2 separate regions of the Pan troglodytes genome follow, and region 2 is linked to region 1. Evidence: chromatin contacts called from public HiChIP or PLAC-seq data. All regions are on one chromosome and are shown on one strand. The core of a region is the stretch at or near the end of the contact, and the rest is flanking DNA. Distances in the headings are between cores, read along the strand shown. Region 1 holds the start of LIX1L (limb and CNS expressed 1 like). Region 2 holds the start of PIAS3 (protein inhibitor of activated STAT 3).

What was found. HiChIP or PLAC-seq counts read pairs in DNA pulled down with a chosen protein or histone mark.
Region 2: a contact with region 1 is called in an H3K4me3 HiChIP or PLAC-seq map of stem cell-derived excitatory neurons, with 2.3 times the contacts expected there. The contact joins the promoter of PIAS3 here to the promoter of LIX1L in region 1. A contact is called at or near these places in 1 of 7 Hi-C or Micro-C datasets (stem cell-derived neural progenitor cells) and 1 of 1 datasets of contacts at active chromatin or transcription factors (stem cell-derived excitatory neurons).

What each region holds. Positions count from the first base shown.
Region 1 is chr1:106,648,865-106,652,977 of NHGRI_mPanTro3-v2.0_pri, forward strand. LIX1L (limb and CNS expressed 1 like) reads left to right here and starts at 2,643. Exons shown (of 6, transcript XM_001162231.8): 1 at 2,643-3,066. The coding sequence starts at 2,775. It overlaps POLR3GL (RNA polymerase III subunit GL), which reads right to left. Exons shown (of 10, transcript XM_054670086.2): 3 at 1,599-1,696. ANKRD34A (ankyrin repeat domain 34A) reads left to right here. Exons shown (of 2, transcript XM_016941711.4): 2 at 1-1,262. The coding sequence ends at 434.
Region 2 is chr1:106,749,517-106,753,607 of NHGRI_mPanTro3-v2.0_pri, forward strand. PIAS3 (protein inhibitor of activated STAT 3) reads left to right here and starts at 1,927. Exons shown (of 14, transcript XM_063815114.1): 1 at 1,927-2,121. It overlaps NUDT17 (nudix hydrolase 17), which reads right to left. Exons shown (of 8, transcript XR_010158853.1): 8 at 3,515-4,091.

The DNA of each region.
Region 1 (4,113 bases), core at 1,393-3,892:
AGTCCAGCCGCCTGTCCCTGGAGCGCCGCCGATACAGCGCCTCCCCGTTGACCCTCCCTCCAGCCGGCTCGGCTCCCTCTCCGCGCCAGTCCCAGGAGAGTCTGCCAGGGGCAGTATCTCCGCTAAGCGGACGGAGGCGGAGTCCGGGGCTGCTGGAGCGGAGGGGCTCGGGGACGTTGCTCCTGGACCACATCTCGCAAACGCGGCCGGGTTTCCTACCCCCTCTCAACGTCAGTCCCCACCCTCCCATCCCTGACATTCGCCCACAACCCGGAGGTCGGGCGCCTTCGTTGCCTGCCCCTCCTTATGCCGGGGCGCCAGGCTCTCCCAGGACCAAGCGCAAATTGGTGAGACGCCACTCCATGCAGACTGAGCAGATCCGCCTGCTGGGGGGCTTCCAGAGTCTAGGTGGGCCTGGGGAGCCAGGGCGCTGAGAGGAGTGAGAGGAGCCAAGGAGGGTGGGGATTAGGACCTTAATGGGATAGGTGGGAGAACCAGCTCACACACACACCACGAACAAAGGGATCTCTTGCATGTGCTCATGGGTGCACAGTGCACCCACACATGGTTAAACATGTGTCCATAAGCACAGTACTCTTATTAGCAAGAAAGAATAAGTACTCTATTTACTGGGTATATACACACATGTATTCATGCCCTGGTCATTTCACGTGCATATGGGATTACTTGTGGACCTACAGGCACAGCACATCAATAAACACACAGGGCTAGGGTCCTAAACTCTCTTGCATTTGTTCAGAAGCAGTAGGGAACCCTTACTTATGGGCAGTCTCCGATGTCTTTGCCCTCCTGCAGAAGCAATCCCTTGCTTTCCATGTATGCCCTGAAACACAGCCTATCATGATTTTGCACACTCTCTCCGTGAACATCCCAGCCCATTCTGCAGGTCTTGCTTCTTTCTCCAGGCCTGGCTCCTTATTCACACCCTGCTTCTAACCCCAACCACTTTTCAGGATATCTTTTTCACTCTTCTTGGGGGTTCCTGCAGCAACCCCCAGCCTCAGTTCTGCTGCTGTCTTTACTGCTCTCAACTTCACTTCTCAACTTCCTGCTTTTTATTCCCACCCTGTTCCTCCAACAACTACAACAGATTGTCTCATTTTCCCAGGGGGTGGGTCATGGGCTCTAAGCTGCTCTTCTGTCTGTCTGAGCTTATGAACACCCCCACAGGTAGAAGTGGGGAGAAACCCTAAATCACTCCTCTCTCCACTTGACATATCAAATAAATGTGTTCAGAAGTCTCTGTTTTGTCACTTCTGCCTGGAGGTGTGGGTATGGGGAATGAGGAATGGGGAGGGAGGGTAACACTAACTTATAGCTATAATTATCCAAGGGATACTTAGCCGTTCCAGCCACCTTCTTTCCAAGAAACCAACTTTTCTATAGAGAAAAGGCAAGTGTCCTGTGTCCTGAAGATTTTAAGGCATTTGACAGGATTTCACTTCCTCCAGTTTCCTCTATGTCCAACCTTGAATTCTTTAAGGTTCCTACAAAAAGTTCCTCCCTCCATCATCAGCAGATATATCCCAGTAGATTAACTGTCTCCTTTTGAAACTTCCTATTTCTTGACTACTCACAGTTTTTATTCAGGGTCTAATTTTCATTTCACCAAGTGTGTTTCTTCTATTTTCTTCTACTTCTGGCCTCTATTTCCCCATCTTTGATTTCTGAGCCACTGTAGGAGAGATGGGGGGAAGCAGTTAATATAATCTCACCTAAGCAAAAATGGCCTGGTGACCACATGATAAAGGGTATGTAGAGTGTGTGTGTGTGCATGTGTGCAAGTGTGTGTGTGTGCAAAGTAATCAGAGGAACCCAGTCTGACATATTATACCAACAAGGGTAATTTTCTTAATTCCCCCAACTGGACTTCTGAGTTTGCTAATTTTCTGCATGTATCCTAACTCTTTCTCACTCTAATGGGAGGCAAAGAGACTTGCCCATCCCACTCTCTCTTATTCCCTTCCTCTACTTAGAATAAGTGAACTCAGAAATTTACCCAACAATGTGGCATAGTAAAAAGATAAAAATATTGGGAATCAGAACACCTATGCTTAAACTCTGAATTCCACTTTGCCATCTCTTAGCTATTTAATTTTGGCCAATTTTTCTAGCTTCCCTCAGCATCTGTTTCCTTATCCCTAAAATAACAAAATCTGGTTAGTGATTGTGATTGTAAATAAGACATGCACTACAGTACATTGCATAGTTTATGTTCATTAAATGTCAGTATCTTTCTTGCCTTAGCTCCACCACCAATTGCATATGATGTTGGACAAGTCGAATTACTTCTCTGAGCCACAATTTCCTCACCTACAATCAGTGAAATGAAATGGTAGGACAAAATGATCTCTACTCTGTCTGCAATCCTCCCCAATCTTGCATCTAGGCCCATTTTTTTCTTCAAGCCCAGCCCCAAGATTCTGTCCTGCTTTCTAGTGTTTGCCACAGGACTCCCAAAGACGCGCCCAAGCTCTGCGTCTGCCTTTCAGAGGATACGCTTTTTCTCTTTGCAATTGGTTCTGAGAATCCCCACCCTCCTCAATAATTTGCCTATGGCGGAGCAGGAGCCCTCCAGCTCCCGCCCCATCACTGGTGATTGGCATGGGACCTAGCTCGTCCCCGCCCCCACTTGACTGAAGGTTCGGCCCTGGCACCGCCCTGAGTCCCCAGGCGCTAGCTGACTGGGGTGGTTGGGACCGTTAGCTCGGCAGGCTGGCAGGCTCCGGGGCGCTACTCCATTGGCGGCCGGGATGGAGACTATGCGAGCGCAGCGGCTGCAGCCTGGTGTGGGCACCAGCGGGAGGGGCACTCTCCGAGCGCTGCGGCCCGGAGTGACTGGGGCCGCGGCTGCCACCGCCACACCCCCTGCGGGCCCCCCGCCTGCCCCGCCGCCTCCCGCACCGCCCCCGCCGCCGCTGCTCCTGTCTGGGGCCCCAGGACTACCCCTGCCCCCCGGCGCCGCCGGCAGCCCGGCAGTGCTGCGAGAGGCCGTGGAGGCCGTGGTGAGGAGCTTCGCCAAGCACACGCAGGGCTATGGCCGAGGTGAGTCTGCGGGTCTGGCCTCCTGCGCGACACCCTCTGTAAGGGAGCCTTGCTCCAACAGTCCTCCGGATCGCTTTTCCTGGCGTGGAGCCCTCACATGCATTTCCTTTTGGGGAGTTTCCTTCTGGGCTACGCACACGCACAGACGCACACACTCATACACACGTTTAAGCCTCCTACCTCCTCCCCTTTACTGAGTTATTAATATATTCTCCAGGGACCCTTTTTCAGATACAATCCTCTTTTCTTCCTAAGCTTTTCTCCTTTAGAAATGGAATTCCTCCTCCAGCTTAATACCTTAACATCTCTCTGCCTTTGAGAACCAGTCCCCATTGTGTGGGATCCTGTCTTTTATTTCAGATCCAGTTTCTCATCCATACCCTCTCAGTCTTTCCTCTGTGATCTCTGCAATTCCTGGACTCACCTGTTAATTTGCTCCAGCCCCTTAACCTTGACTGTTAAATTCTTTACTTACTTACCTTCACTCTGAAATTTCAGTGCAACTTCAGATTTACTGGGGAACTAGGTAGTGCCTTCACAAGTCACTCATAGTAATTGTGTATTTAAATCCGGACCTGTACCACTGAACTCACACCAGCTTCCTGTGGCTCAGTACCTTACTTTGGTATCTTTTTTAGTATGGAGACTCACAACTCCAGCCTTTCTGTCTGGCTCTGTTTTCCTGGCCCTTGCCCAGGAACTGAGGATAAATCCCAGGCCTTGGCTCTTTCAATGTTAAATTCTGTGGAAATGTGCCAGGTTAGAAACTCTATTTCAGTTAGAAAACTTCGTTAATTTCTGGAAAGAGGGATGTGAGGGTTTTCTTTGTTGTTTTCGTTTAACTAGTGTAGTTTCCTGTCTGAGTTTGAGTTCCAGATTTATAGTGTAAGTAATAAGGAATATATAGTGAAGGGTGTGGAATACAGAATTTAAGCCTGGAATTTACAAGACATCCCTTCTGTCTGCTTGGCCAGGTCCTGCCTGACCTGGAAGTGACTATATCTTTAACTTTCTGTTTAACAATAATACAGAGAAAAGTTACAGGGC
Region 2 (4,091 bases), core at 677-3,176, 100 kb after region 1:
TCTCTGTCGCCCAGGCTGGAGTGCAGTGGCGCGATCTAGGCTCACTGCAAGCTCCGCCTCCCGGGTTCACGCCATTCTCCTGCCTCAGCCTCTCCGAGTAGCTGGGACTACAGGCGCCCGCCACCACGCCCGGCTAATTTTTTGTATTTTTAGTAGAGACAGGGTTTTACCGTGGTCTCGATCTCCTGACCTCGTGATCCGCCCGCCTCAGCCTCCCAACGTGCTGGGATTACAAGCGTGAGCCACCGCGCCCGGCCATTTACAGCTTTATTGACGTACAACTGATATACGTCAATATGTCTCTCCATGTAAAATGCATGTATTTGAAGTATACAATTTGATGTGTTTTCATATGCATATACACCCATAAAACCCATACACAATCGAGATAACGAACATATCCATCACTTCCGAAAGATCCCCGCTTTGTCTCTTTTTAATAATCCTCCCTACCTTCCTCATCCTGCAACTACTGAAAATTCTTAGAAATACAAACTATAGTAACTTTTGATCTAGAGGACTGAACAGAACAACAGCAAAAAAGATCTCAGGACCTGATGAAGACTCAGGTGTTGGAAGGGAGCAGCTGGAATTTAGAACTAGTTGAGTCTGAGTTTAGCTTGAAGCGCTCACCAATTTGGGTAGCAAAGCAGCAAGGAAAGAACCTGAGTGTTAGGAGAGGGTGGCATCTTCCCTAGGGACAAAAACCACAAAGTAACTGGGCCTAGTTCCAGTTCAACAGGTGCCTGGGAATATTGGTAGCCTGGCACCTTCAATCTTTGGCCTGGGTAGGGTCTTATGAGGAGGATTATACTGAAGGCTTAGGCTAAATAAAAGGATTCTTCCTATTTATTAAAGCTCTTTTTTTGGTGTGCTGATTATAGGTTTAACATGTCTTGTCTCTGCTGCTAGACTGTGAACTCCTGCAAGGCTTTTATGTCCTCAGCACCTAATGATCCCTGATAAGCACTCAAATATTTATTGAACAAATATGCAGCCAACTATAAAATGCTGTGAGTTTCTCAGTATGTAGTAGGGGTACATTTCCCTTAAGTTGGTATTTTCTGGGTCAGGCGCGGCGGCTCACGCCTGTAATCCCAGCACTTTGGGAGGCCAAGGTGAGGCGGGCGCATCACGAGGTCAGGAGTTTGAGACCAGCCTGGCCAATATGGTGAAACCCTGTCTCCACTAAAAATACAAAATTAGCCGGGCGTGGTGACGCAGGCCTGTAATCTCAGCTATTCGGGAGGCTGAGGTAGGAGAATTGCTTGAACCCGGGAGGCAGAGGTTGCAGTGAGCCAAGTCGCGCCACTGCACTCCAGCCTGGGTGTCAGAGTGAGACTTGGTCCCCCCCCCAAAAAAATAAAAAAATAGGTATTTCCATGGATACAGAAACAGATTTAATTTGGGGCCTGCATGTGAGTGATCAGCTTGGTTGGGATGGGGCCTCTGGAGGGTCCAAGGCTTTGGAGGAAGGAGAGTGGGTAGGCAGTTCAGAGAGGGACAGAAAGATCCCTTTTGTGGGTAAGAAAATCCCTCTGTTCATCTTCAGCTACACCAAAGGTATGGGGGCTCTGGTGGAGGTATTCTGCACGTGTATCTAGGGTAGTTACTGTTAGGTACACTTTGGATTCAGTACCCCAGGCTTTGCCCTAGGGAGGGACAGTTGTCATTTCAAGGAAGACTGCTTTATAGTGTCAGATACCTGGTTCACACCGGCTTAGCAGCAGTGTGCCACCACCCCAATCCCATACATAAGCGTGAGGGGTCACAGAGGTAGTGAGAATGATGGGATCCAAGGATCTCGTCTCTCCAGATCCACTCACACCAGGAGTTAATCTCTCCAATGTCGGGCTCTGAGTCCTTCCCTCTCTCGCCCGAGCTCCGCCCCCCTTCCCTCTCGGCGGTCCTGGCGGGCTTCCCCTGGAGGGGGCGGCCCCAGCCCGGGCGCTAGGCCGGGCGGAGCTCCGGCCCGGGCGGAGCCGCGGCCGCCGCGTCCGGCTGCTGGACCGAACTTCTGCCGTGCGGACAGCAGGAGCAGCGCCGAGCCCCATTCCCCCACCTCTCCAGCCCGCCCTCTGAGCCTCCCGAGCCCTCTCTCCATTTCCCACAATTGTGCTGGTAAGTCCCGCTCCCCGCACCAAACTTTTTTTTGCTGCCGAGTTTGAGTCCTACGATCGGACCACGAGCTGCACTGTAGTTGGTGTATGGGGGAGGAGGAGTGGGTGAATTACTGAATGCCGACTCCACGGCTTCCCTAAGACGGATCAGCGCTCGCCCATTTCCCGAGTTGGAAGACCTCTCGATTTTAGTTGATTAAACTTATGTAGAGATGGAGATGAGGGTTTGCGCTCCAACTTCGCTACCCCCTCCCCCATTTCTCTGAGCTCTAGCAGTTCCCGATACTTTCCCTCCATCTTTCAAGTATCTTTGGCTCCCTAAAAGCTTGTCCCCTCCCAACTCTGCCGTGGCAAAGCCCCCCTCCACCAGGCACTTCGGGCCCGCCTCCTCCCCGTTGCCCTAGGGACCCCGCGATCTTGGGGGCCATACACTCCCTCCGGGGCTACGCGTCCTGCCAACCGGCCGCAGACGTGTAGCTGCTGGGTCGGCTGTGGAGGGAGGGGCTCAGGCTGGGGCTTGTCCGAAGCCAGGCGGGCGGGGCCGGGAAGGGGAGGTATAGGGGGCCGGACGGGGCGGAGCAGGCGGCATTTGCGGCCGGCGCCAGGGTGGAGAGTTGTGCGCCGGTCCCTGGGCCTGAGCTCCGGCTCCGGCTGGGGCGCCTGCGATGTCTCAAGATGGCGGAGCTCGGCGAATTAAAGGTACCGGCCCCCTCCCCCCATCCCCATCTGGACTCAGCCCGGCGGTACGCCGTGTCCGGGAAGCGACCGAGACTGGGTGCCGGGGCTCGGGTGGGCGCCGACGACGTGGCAGGCACGAGCTGCTGAGGATGGGAGAGAAGTAGCTGAGAGCGAGGAAGGGGCTGCGGCGGGGCTCCGGGGGCGGGGCTGCGGGGCAGATGTAGGGGTGGGGCCGAGGGGAATTGCAGCTGTTGGGGGCTGAGGCGCAGGGGGCGGGGACGAGGGGTAGAAGTCGGATTTAGTAGTAGGGGCAGTTGTTGGGGTAGGGCCAGGGGGAAAAGCTGCTGTAGAGGCACTGGGGGCGAGTCGATCAAGGCCAAGAGATGCAACAGTAGGGGGCACATGCAGGGATGGGACCGCGGGGCAGACGTAGGGGAGGCTCCGGGGGAAAGGCAGCTGAGAGGATAGGGTCTTTGGGGCTACTCTCGGGATCCGAGCTTTGGGAAATACCAGTAGGCTGCTGAGATGCAGGGGGCGGGGCTGTGCGGGCCGATACCTCGAGGGGTGGGCCAGAAGCATCCTGGAGGCTCAGAGGAAGGTCCTGCCTTAGTGAATCGCGGTGTTTGGGAAGAGGCAGAGGCATGTGAAACTATGGGATAGAAAGGTGGGAAGTTATAGGGGAAGCTAATGGAGAAAAAAAGACAGGACAGAGGAGATAAGGATGGGGAGAAAGAGGAGCAAGTTTCTCATCACATTCCATAAAAGGGGTCCAAGACAAAGCCTCCTATGAGAAGAATTGTGTAGGGCTAGCAAGCCCTGCACATGACAGGATCTCCTAGAGATTCACAGAAGGGAGTCTTCTAAGGAGAGCGCTCCCCTCCTGCTACATAGAGTTTGGAGGGTGACCACATCTGAGGACATCTCATAGAACCTCAAACTACCGAGTTCATCCGCCTGCCTCCTGGTTTTCTTCTGCCCTTTGAAATGGGAGCTATGGTCCTGGGCAGGCTGGAGGTCTAGCCACTGGGCCCAGCTACCTTCAGGGGATTTGCGATTCTGTGCCCTGACTCAGAGGCTTTTCCTTCATCCACCCAGGGTCTCTGTTTAGAGCTCTGCCCTCTCCTCTTCCACCCCTATAGGGGGGCGCTGTAAGTTGTAGAGGAGTATTAATTTCTCTGTGTAGGAGAGATGCCAGATTATGGTTCCTGGCAGAGAGAGTAAACAGGCAGGATACTTGGACTCAGTGATTCACTGTTAATCTCCCTGACCCAAGTTTTGGTCCTGTTTCCCTTC